2 separate regions of the Mus musculus genome follow, and region 1 is linked to region 2. Evidence: chromatin contacts called from public promoter capture Hi-C data. All regions are on one chromosome and are shown on one strand. The core of a region is the stretch at or near the end of the contact, and the rest is flanking DNA. Distances in the headings are between cores, read along the strand shown.

Region 1 (4,720 bases), core at 1,487-3,986, 480 kb before region 2:
TACAACATGATGAATCTAATAAATGCTGCACATTTTTAATAGTTCTGTGAGCTTTATCTAAAGGAGAAAGAGTTATGATTCTGCAGTAAGAGGCTGTGGATAAAATCTTGTAGGCCAAGCAACTGGAAATAAAAGGTTTAAAATAATATAACTCCTCCCTCAATTTTATTGAGGTATGATTGACGAGCATAAATCATATCCACTGAGAAAATTTACAATGTGGTGTTCTGATATAAGTATATATTATGAATTACCACATTAAGCCAAGTGTGTGTGTTCACAAAGGCCAGAAGATGAAATTAAGTATCCTCTACATTATCCTTATATGTTTGTTTCTGAGACAAGTCTCTAAATGAATCCCATGGTGACTGGCTAGACTGGCTGGTAAGTGAGCTCTGGAGATCTGCCTGTGCTCCTTCCCCAGGGCCACAACTCGGTCTGATGTGTGCAATCATGGCTAACTTCTTTTACACGTGTGCTGGGGAACAGCACTCAGGTCATCACACTTTGGGTCATCGCACCTGTAGGCGCTTTACTGGCTGGGCCATCCCCCAGCCTCGAGCTAACTTTTCAAAGATATTTGTATTCCGACTCTTGGGAAGTCACAAACGTAAAATGTAGTTTGGGACTAGGTTGGGAAAGCACAAGCTCTGAGGTGGGAGGGTAGCATGGCCTTGCCTTTTAGTTTGCACTGCCATAAAATAGGCACACTGAATACCTGAGCTATTTAATCTTTGTTGGGACTCTGTAGGTTGATATTATGGCCTCCATTTTTAGAAATCTGGAATTAGGCCTATCAAGATTAGGTTCTTTGCAACATCACTTTAAATGGCAAAGGCTTGAGTCCAGATTTGTCAGACATCAGAGTTGATGTCGAGAAACTAATGTGTTCTACTCACTCCTTTTCCTTCCATGCTGGGAATCAAACCTATGCCCTTATATAACTTGACAAGTACTTCTCATGAAATTATACCCAGAGTCCTTTGCAAACCCCTTTTTCCCTCAATTGAAAAATACAATCATATTTTAGTTTGATGCAGTTTCATGAATCTTGGGTTGCCCTCAAGCTCGGTGTTTACCGGAGGATGGAGCCATGCATATTTCCCAAGTGCTGAGATTACAGGTATGCACCGCCACACTGGTTTATGTGGGAACGAAGGCTGAACCCAGGCTTTGTGCACTAGGAAAGCACTGCAGCATCTCAGCTACAGTCTCAGCCCAGATTCTCAGTCTTTAGTATCATTAGTATGTCTGACGAGTAATGCCTAATTTCTGAGAGAGAGCTTGCTAAGAGAGGAGTGATTCTGCTTTAGTAGATATTTACAAAAAAACAAACAAACAAACAAACAAAAAACCCAACGTATGATGAGTGAGCTAAGAAGGTGGCTTATATTTGACCCGGCATATATACAACAGGGAGTATTAGCAAAACTCCAGCATTAACTGTTAATCAGAAAATCATTTTCACTTTTGTGCTCTGGCTTTTGCTACAATATACATACACACAGTACTAAGGTGTTTTTGTTTTTGTTTTTGGACAGGGTTTCTCTGTATAGCCCTGGCTGTCCTGGAACTCACTTTGTAGACCAGGCTGGCCTCGAACTCAGAAATCCACCTACCACTGCCTCTGTGATTAAAGGTGTGCGCCACCATGCCCAGCTTTATTTATTTATTTTTTTTGCGCGGGGGTGGGGGGGTGGGGGGGTGGGGTGTTTGTGGCCCATGACTTTGCCTTGGAGACTTGTTTGTTAATGCAGACGAGGAATTTTGTGATTGACTGGAAAGGCTAGAGGGTTCCACAAAAACCAAATTCAACCTAAGAGCAGACTTGGAAAGATGACTAGTTTCCACAGGTGAGCAGACAGAACTCTCCAGGCCTTCCAGTTCATTCGCCTAACACCCTTTAAGCATGCTAGCTAATGGATTTGTCACAATTGTAGCAGAGTAACTCTGGAACCATACTGCCGTATATTTTCTTCCAGGTAGACAATCTCAGACTGAGGGTAGTAACTGCCATCATGAAGAAAGAAGAAAATGGAAGAGAAAGTGAGACAGGCGGGAAAGTTGGGCATCTGTCACCAAGATTCTGCTTATCGATAAAAGAGATGGAGGTCGAAAGAATTCAAGGAACTTACAAATCCTTCCGCTTGTTCCTTTCCTGCTCATGTCAGATGAAAACATTTAGTGTGGTACGTGTGTAAAACAGGCTTGGAGTCACTTTCAGGACTCGCCACTTTGCTCTTTTCTCCTATCTCTTAGAGCACACATATAATAAATAACTCAAGTCCCCTCTAGATTTACTGCAAGTCCTGACTTGCTGTGTTCCTAGGCAGATTACCTGTTTGGTCCACGTTTGCCAAGGGCAACCCCTGTGCACAGAGGACAATAAGGAACTCCCGTGCTAAGAGAGTGCAGCTCCGGGAGCCCAACACTTCAGACCCAGGCCTTGGCCACCCGCGGCCTCCCGTCCAGCGTGCCCCGCACCCGGAGCCCCTGATGGTGCCCCGTATTCACCTGTAGCGCCCGCAGCCAACGCGGCGGCCTTCACTACACGCCTCATGTCCAGAAGCTACAGGCTTGCACAGCGACCTAGGGCAGAGACAACTGGGAGAGTGGGCAGGGGGCGGGGACTGAGGCCCGGGGCGTGTCAAAGCTGAAGTGGGCGTGGAAACGGGGCAGGGACGGGGCGCGAGTCCGGGGTGCCCAATACCCTTCAGGGAGCTAGACCGCTGAAGAGAGCTGGGCGAGCAAGGGGCGGGGCGTGAGACCTGGGGCGGGGTCACGAGACGCGGAGCTTGACTGACGGCGGGACGAGCGGGGGAGTGGCGGGTGCGGCGTGAAGCGACCTTCTTTTTCGTTACATTAAAATACTTATTGTATCGAATGCAAAAGCAGAAAGCAATCACGCGACACCACTGTGGTCTTAGAAATACAAAACATTTGGAGAAAGTGCCAAGGCGCTTGAGATGACCAATGGCTCTTTTCGGTGGTCTGCCCCACCCCTACGCATGCCCAATAGAAGTGTTTGCGGCTATAGGCCGGAACCTGTGTGTGGCGGAACTTTAGGCTCTGAGCTTCAGGTTGCATAAGGCGTGTGTTTGGCGTACTGCTTCCGGCCGGCCGGCCGGCTCGCAGCACTCGCGTGGTGCCGTAGTGTGTAGCTATGGCGCCTCGCGTGTTTCGTCGACAGACTCTGGAACGGTGTCTGAGGGAAATCAGGAAAGCCACCAACCGACCGGAGTGTTTCCTCACGTAAGTACAGATCCAGGTCTGGGAGAGAGCAGCGCGCATCTCACCGGTGCTGGGCGGGCCAGCATATGGCAACTTCTGAAAGCCAGGAAGGGAAAGTACAGGTCGCTTAGCCCCAACTTCAGACAGTTTTTGCTCCGTTGGCCTGTCAAAATGCTAAAAGTAAAAGCGGCTCGGTGCAGATTTCCTAGTTGTGGGCTATTGCACTAAGCCCAGTTATTCGCGTCCAGAGAGGCTCATTGAGGGCGGAATATGCTTTCTGAATTTGTCCCCAAAATACACACTGAAAGTACGTACTTGTTGCTTGTCAATGCATTTTCATGACTTGTGGTGGAGACCCACAGCCAGACAGTAGACGAAGCTCGGAGAAGCCCGCAGAAGAGGGAGGAGGGGTGACTGTAGGAGCCATAGGGGTCCCAGGACACCACAAGAACATGGCCCACAGAATCCACTAACCAGGGCTCAGGGAGGGGCCCACAGAGACTTTACTGGCTATCAAGGAGCCTGCGCTGGTTAGCGCTGGGTCCTCTGCATATATATTGTGATTGTTAAGCTTGGGATTTTTGTGGAACTTGTAGCAGTGGCAGTAGGCTCTTGGAGCTCTTGTACCCCTGCCGGATTGCCTTGAAATGAGGGGTTGTGTTTGGTTGATATCTCTGGAAGCCTACTTTTTCTGAAGAGAAACGGAGGAGTACTGTGGATCTGGAGGAGGTGAGGAGGGAGAAGAGGCTGCAATTGGGATGCTTTGTAGGAAAGAAAAATAAATTTAAAAAAAATAGGAGAGACTTCTTTCTTCCCAGCACTTTGATTAAGTTCTGTAAAATTATGACTCTGACTTATTATTTTTTAAATATTTTTTATTATTACGTATTTTCCTCAGTTACATTTAGAATGCTATCCCAAAAGTCCCCCATACCCTCCCCACTACTTCCCTACCCACCCATTCCCCATTTTTTGGCCCTGGCATTCCCCTGTACTGGGGCATATAAAGTTTGCGTATGACTCTGACTTATAATGAAAATCTTAGCAACAGTATCACAGACTCATTGTGTCCAAAATAGAGCTCCTTACCCCCTCCTGTACTCTTCTCTCCCCTGAAGTCATTTCCCTGTTTCCATTACGTTTACGGCCCCACGAAAAGGCAGTTCTATCATTTCATTTATTTAGATTCAGCTAGTCTGCTTCCTTGATGCTTTCATTTTTCTCTGTCCTATTTTCTCTATCCCCTTTAGCATCCTGCCTACGCTATATTTAGACACTGATTCCTAGTTGTCATACTGACTGCGTCTCCAACATAAAAATCCTTTGCGATGCTTCATCAGCTTTCTAACAACTCAACTCTATCGTGCTTTTTGTTTCCACATTGTAAATTATCATTTCAAACTTCAGCCTGCAACTCTGTTCTCATTACGCTTAAAGTGTTCCTGTCTTAGAACTCTGCGTGGTTTCTGTCTTGCCACCCCCCCCCCCC
Region 2 (5,024 bases), core at 2,323-4,822:
GATACTTGCTGGCAAAGGAAATTACTAGAAGGTTAGAAGGTTATCACTGGATGTATCAACCACACTCCAGGGAGGCCTCATGCTCAGGAGCAGTTGACACAAAATGGAGACCATGGATATTTTGGGGGTACTTTTTTGTTGTTGTTCTGCTTGGTTCTCTTCTCCTTATACATTACCATGGTCAAGTGGCCATGGTATTGTAAGGTATTGTAGGGTCCTCCCTGGTCTTGATGTGTAGGGGAAGGCAGCTAGCTAGGTGGAGTGAAGGTAGAGAAGCCTAGGTAACCCACCCAAGAAGAGGCTGAGGTGTCCCGGCCGAGAGCCTCTCAGTGTCCCTCTTCTTCTGCCCATGATGCTTCAGGGAAGTTCAGGATGGTTGCTGGGCTGGGTGTGAACTGTGGAGGTATGAGGCCAGTGCTTTCTAACTCCCTTCTGTTCCTTCTTAGTTTGTCCTTCATCCTGGGAGAAGCCCTGTGCTTGGGGAGAGAGGTGATGGGTAGGGTCAAGGGAGTAAAGTAGAGAGAGGGGTGGGGGCAGTTCTGACCAGTGACACTTGCTGAGCGTGACTGTAAGTAAGTGCCTTTGTGGGGTATGATTAGGAAGTGCTGGGTAAGTGACATGAGGTTCTTCTCCTTGTCCCTGAATGTTGTGAGGGCTCTGGCTTGTCTGGTTCTTCTGTCCTGAGGATTGGGATACCTGAGGGCACTTCTGGGAAGCTCATGTTCTTTCTCCGGCCCCCTTGGCCAGCCTCCTAGGGACCTCCCTCTTCCCTGAGGGAGGTGCCTGGCTAAAGTGTTGTTGGGGTGGGGCAGGTCTAGGCCCAAGTGGCTTTGGTGTGCTTGAGGGCAAGCTGTGAGCTGTGGGGGAGGGAAGTGTGTCACCAGATCATATCCTGAGACTGAAAATCCTTCAGCGAATGTGTGTTGTGGACATGGTTGAGAAAACCTGGGTGTGAGCTGCTCTGGGGCCTCCTGACCCCACACTGTGGCCCCTTTCTTACCACACTGGCTTCTGGTGTGCCCAAATGGGTAGACCTCATCTGTTGAGCATGTGCTCTGTTGGGCCTGAGAGCCATCACCACTGACCGATGTGATGCAGGACCACTCCGCTGGGTAGCCTTCTGCTTCATGTGCACCTGCACACCCTGCGTGAGTGCTGAACACACTGTCGGTCATATCAGATCCTTGCTCTATGGTCCAAAGAAGACACGTGACAACCCACAGGAGAGGATTCCAGTTGCAGTCCTGCCCACCGCTGGGTACAGTGAGCAGCTGCTGGTTGGATATGTATGCTCCTCCCTTCTTGTTCTAAAGGAGGAGAGTGGGAGTTCAGCCAGAGCACCCACTATGGGCTGGCCAGACCCCACGATGGTTCTGTATAAACACCAAGGTTTATCCAAGGAAAGATGCATCCTGGGGTTCAGGGTTGGCGGGGTGGGGGGTGGGGTGGGGTGGGGCTGCAATAGGAATAGGCTGTGCTATTAGGCAGGCAAGAGTGGGAGCTTGGTCCCTGTCCCCTGGACCTGTGACAGCACACAACGGGTAGGAGGATGTAAGGGCTTGAGGAGTGAGCTCTGTTGGGATGTGGCCACTCTCGAGGAATCAGAAAGTGTCCTCACAGAGCTCTGTCAGCAGAACTAGCCCTATGAGGAAAAGGCTTCTGTATGCACCCTGGGAACTACCTGGGCACACCAAGGCTACCTACTTCTTTTGTGAGACCCACTGGACTAGTGCACTATGGGAATTGCTGCCATCAGCATCTGTGGCTGTGGAAATGAGGGAGTTAGAAACGTTTCAGCCCCCAGAGATAGACATCCTGGGGGTACAAGGCCAGGGCAGCCATTTATAACAGGGCGTACCTCAGGAGACTGGCCACGCACAGTGCCTTGACTCTGGTGGTATGTGATCCTGGTCTGTGGATTAAGTGATAACTTCTGAGAGAGGAGAGATCTGCACCAGAGTCCCATCAGCATGAAAGGCTGAGATGGGACAGGTAGATGACAGCATGACTTGGGAGGCCAAGGGAAGAAGTGGCCACAGGCATTTGTGATCACCACCCAAGGGTATCTTGAAGGACTCAAATCTCTCTGCTCCCTCCAGGCATCTGGAACCCTGTGCAGCATGGGTGTTGTGGGGTGTTGCCACCTCTGTGTTTTCATACAGTTTAGTAGAGTATGAGTGTGTATGCTTTTCCTGGTTACCAGCCCCCAAGGATAGCATTGGTCCTCAGCACAAGAAGGAAAGGCATGGTTCTCAGTCATGCCCCGCACACTTAGAGCCTGGCCTCTGTTCCACTCTGTGGCTCTCCCTCACCCGGGAGGCTGCTTCTTGTTTTCTCTGGGCATATTAGTGTCTGGAAGCTGGGGACAAGACCCACACTGGAGCTCTCTTGCTGGTGACTCAGGAAAGGGTAATCCCTGGCTCTATTCAAGTCAAGCATGGGGCTGGGGCGGACACTTGCCTTTCTTGCCAGAATGACCTGCATGGGATAAAGTCCAAACGAAAGTTCACTGCAGAAGCACATGGAGCAGCAGGTGCCTGTACCACCCCATTTACCCCGAGGCACATTGTACATCGACTTGACAGCAGAACACAGAGGGCGTGCTGCCAGCTCAACTTGTGTGTTCCAGACAAGAGCAGCAACAGGAATAGCAAGCAAGCACACACACACACACACACACACACACACACACACACACACACACACGTTTTTACAGAAAGTGATAGGTTACTGCAGACCATTTTACTGATACAGAAATGTTCAAAGAAGAAATTCAGCAGCCCCAGAAGATGCACCCAAGGGAGGAGAGCGAGCTGCTTGGCCTTGTTCTCACTGAAGACTTAGGAATAAACGGCCCAGGGACAGGTAGCCTTTGTTATCAGCCATATCTTGGCTGGCAGTCACTGCACAGGTGTGAGTGCCTGCTCTGGCCACAGAGAACTGCATGCGTTAGAGGAGTCATGTGTCATGCTTGCTCAGCCTGTGTCTTGGTCACTGTTCTGTTGCTATGAAGAGACTCCATGACCTCGGCAACTCTTAGAAAAGGAAACATTTAATTGGGGGCTTACTTACAGTTTCAGAGGTTAGTCCATTATCACTATGGTGAGGACGGTGAAGGCAGATAGGCAGACATAGTCCTGAAGAAGTAGTTGAGAGTTCTGCATCCTGATTCCGTAAGCAGAGAGGGACTCTCTGGGCCTGACGTGGGCTTTTGAAACCTCAGATCCCACCCCCAGTTCTTGCCCGAAGGGCACACCTCTTCATCCTTTTCAAATCCTGCCACCCACTGATGACTAAGCATTCAAACACATGAGCTGTGGGGACCATACTTACTCAAATCTCCACGGTCTGCATCTCTGGCCTCCATCTCTTTATTCAGGACCCTCAGTTGACTGAGTTAGTTTTAGCATGGACCATTTCTAGACTTCATCTTTTGGGCTGCTTGTCATATGCCGTGCGTGGACCAGAAGTCTTGAGAACAGAAGGACCTTCTAGAGGCCGGAAGGCCAAGTTCATGTCAGCTTCAAGTTCAGTGTCAGAGGGTGCACTCTTCTATCCCAATTATGAAAACTAATTCACGTCAGAGGTTTCAGCCCCCTTGTGCCATCGTGTTCCATGAGAAGATTTCAACATGGATTTTGGGAGGAGACACAGTGTGTGCAGTGTTTGTCGAATCAGGTGGCATAGATGATGGGGGTAGGGTTAGATTCTGTGTCTTCTTGGGTCTGCCTGTTGCTCCTCTTCATAGGACTTTTCCTGCACTCTGCCTCTCTTCAGGACCACAGCTCTGTTACTTCATCTTGGGGAATACTAGACCCCTTGGGAAATGCTTCTGCCACCCATTTAGGGAGAGGAAGTGGAAACTGGATTTGTAATATGTTACAATATTACATCATTGTCTGGCCTGTGATGCTCTTCCCAGAACTCCAGATGGACCCACAGCCACCTTCCCCCGTGTGGAATCCTGTATCTTGTATGGTAGCAGTGGGACACAGGGAGACGCCAGAGCATCTCATGCTGTGCTCATGCTGGTCCCCTGCCAGGTCTTGGCCTTTGCTCTATATTACCTTACCCCTTATAGTCCTAGAGTTTCTGCTGCTTAAGTGTGAGGGTTGTGCTTCGTCTGGACCCCACAGCACTAGAGAGGAAACATGCTGATGGCTGGAGAAAGAGGGACCCAGGGAGCTGCTATACAAGTGGGTGTTGGCAGGCCTATGTATGCTGTTACGCGTGTGGCCTAAGTCCTTGGAACTGCTCGAAGGCTGTTTCTGCTGGGCAGACATAGTCCATTGGGAGGTGGGGTCACAGCTACCCTACCAATGTGAACTTGAGTCTAACTACTAAGTTCATCAAAAGCAGATTAATTCAATACTCCCTGGACTTCTACATGAAGGTAGATGGTAGGATGTGATCAGCCTTGTATTCCTGACTGAATCGCAAGTACTCATAGCATTCTTAAAGCTGCTGGATGGTGATAGCAGCCTTCACTGAGCTGTGACCTAGATGGTGCGCTCTTCATCCTGCGATGTCCTGGGAACAGGGGCTCTGACCTTCAGTCATCCTAGGTCTTAGAGACACTACTACATGCAGCCTCTGCTCTTTTTTGGTTTTTCCAGACAGGGTTTCTCTGTGTAGTCCTGGCACTCACTCTATAGACCAGGCTAGCCTTGAGCTCAGAAATCCACTTGCCTCTGCCTCCCAAGTGCTGGGGTTAAAGGCGTGCACCACCACTGCCCGGCTGAGTTCTTAGTTCTTAGTCCTTGCAGGCTAGAAAAAGCAGACCAGTGAGAGAACAGGCTCCAAGGTGCCCATTCAACACATAGGTCTATAGTCCATGCCATGGTAGAAGGAGAATAGCTGTCTGTTGCTGGACATCGACATCTGTGAGTGGGTCTCAGTGTGGATCTCCGAGGAGGCGAGGGTAGCTGTCGGTGAGGATGCTCCTCCCTCACATAGTTACCATTTAGGAATTATGTGTTTCCCTGAAAGAGTTTTTATCATGGTTCATGGTAAAGGGCATAAAC

The links. Promoter capture Hi-C pulls out the DNA fragments that hold promoters and counts their contacts.
Region 1: a contact with region 2 is called in a promoter capture Hi-C map of hematopoietic stem and progenitor cells, with 5 times the contacts expected there. The contact joins the promoter of Mcee here to the promoter of E030018B13Rik in region 2. A contact is called at or near these places in 10 of 39 promoter capture datasets (the 3T3-L1 cell line, the C10 cell line, the HPC-7 cell line and 5 more), 1 of 484 Hi-C or Micro-C datasets (uterus), 8 of 115 datasets of contacts at active chromatin or transcription factors (the 230-238 cell line, acute myeloid leukemia, bone marrow-derived dendritic cells and 4 more) and 1 of 9 other capture datasets (liver).

Annotation. Positions count from the first base shown.
Region 1 is chr7:64,390,638-64,395,357 of GRCm38.p6, reverse strand. Mcee (methylmalonyl CoA epimerase) reads right to left here and starts at 2,736. Exons shown (of 3, transcript NM_028626.2): 1 at 2,515-2,736. The coding sequence starts at 2,560. Mphosph10 (M-phase phosphoprotein 10 (U3 small nucleolar ribonucleoprotein)) reads left to right here and starts at 3,122. Exons shown (of 11, transcript NM_026483.2): 1 at 3,122-3,252. The coding sequence starts at 3,164.
Region 2 is chr7:63,915,405-63,920,428 of GRCm38.p6, reverse strand. It overlaps E030018B13Rik (RIKEN cDNA E030018B13 gene), which reads right to left and starts at 3,572. Exons shown (of 3, transcript NM_001256311.1): 1 at 3,334-3,572; 2 at 1,001-1,189; 3 at 1-476. The coding sequence starts at 3,367. The coding sequence ends at 358. All of the region lies in intron 1 of Klf13 (Kruppel-like factor 13), which reads left to right.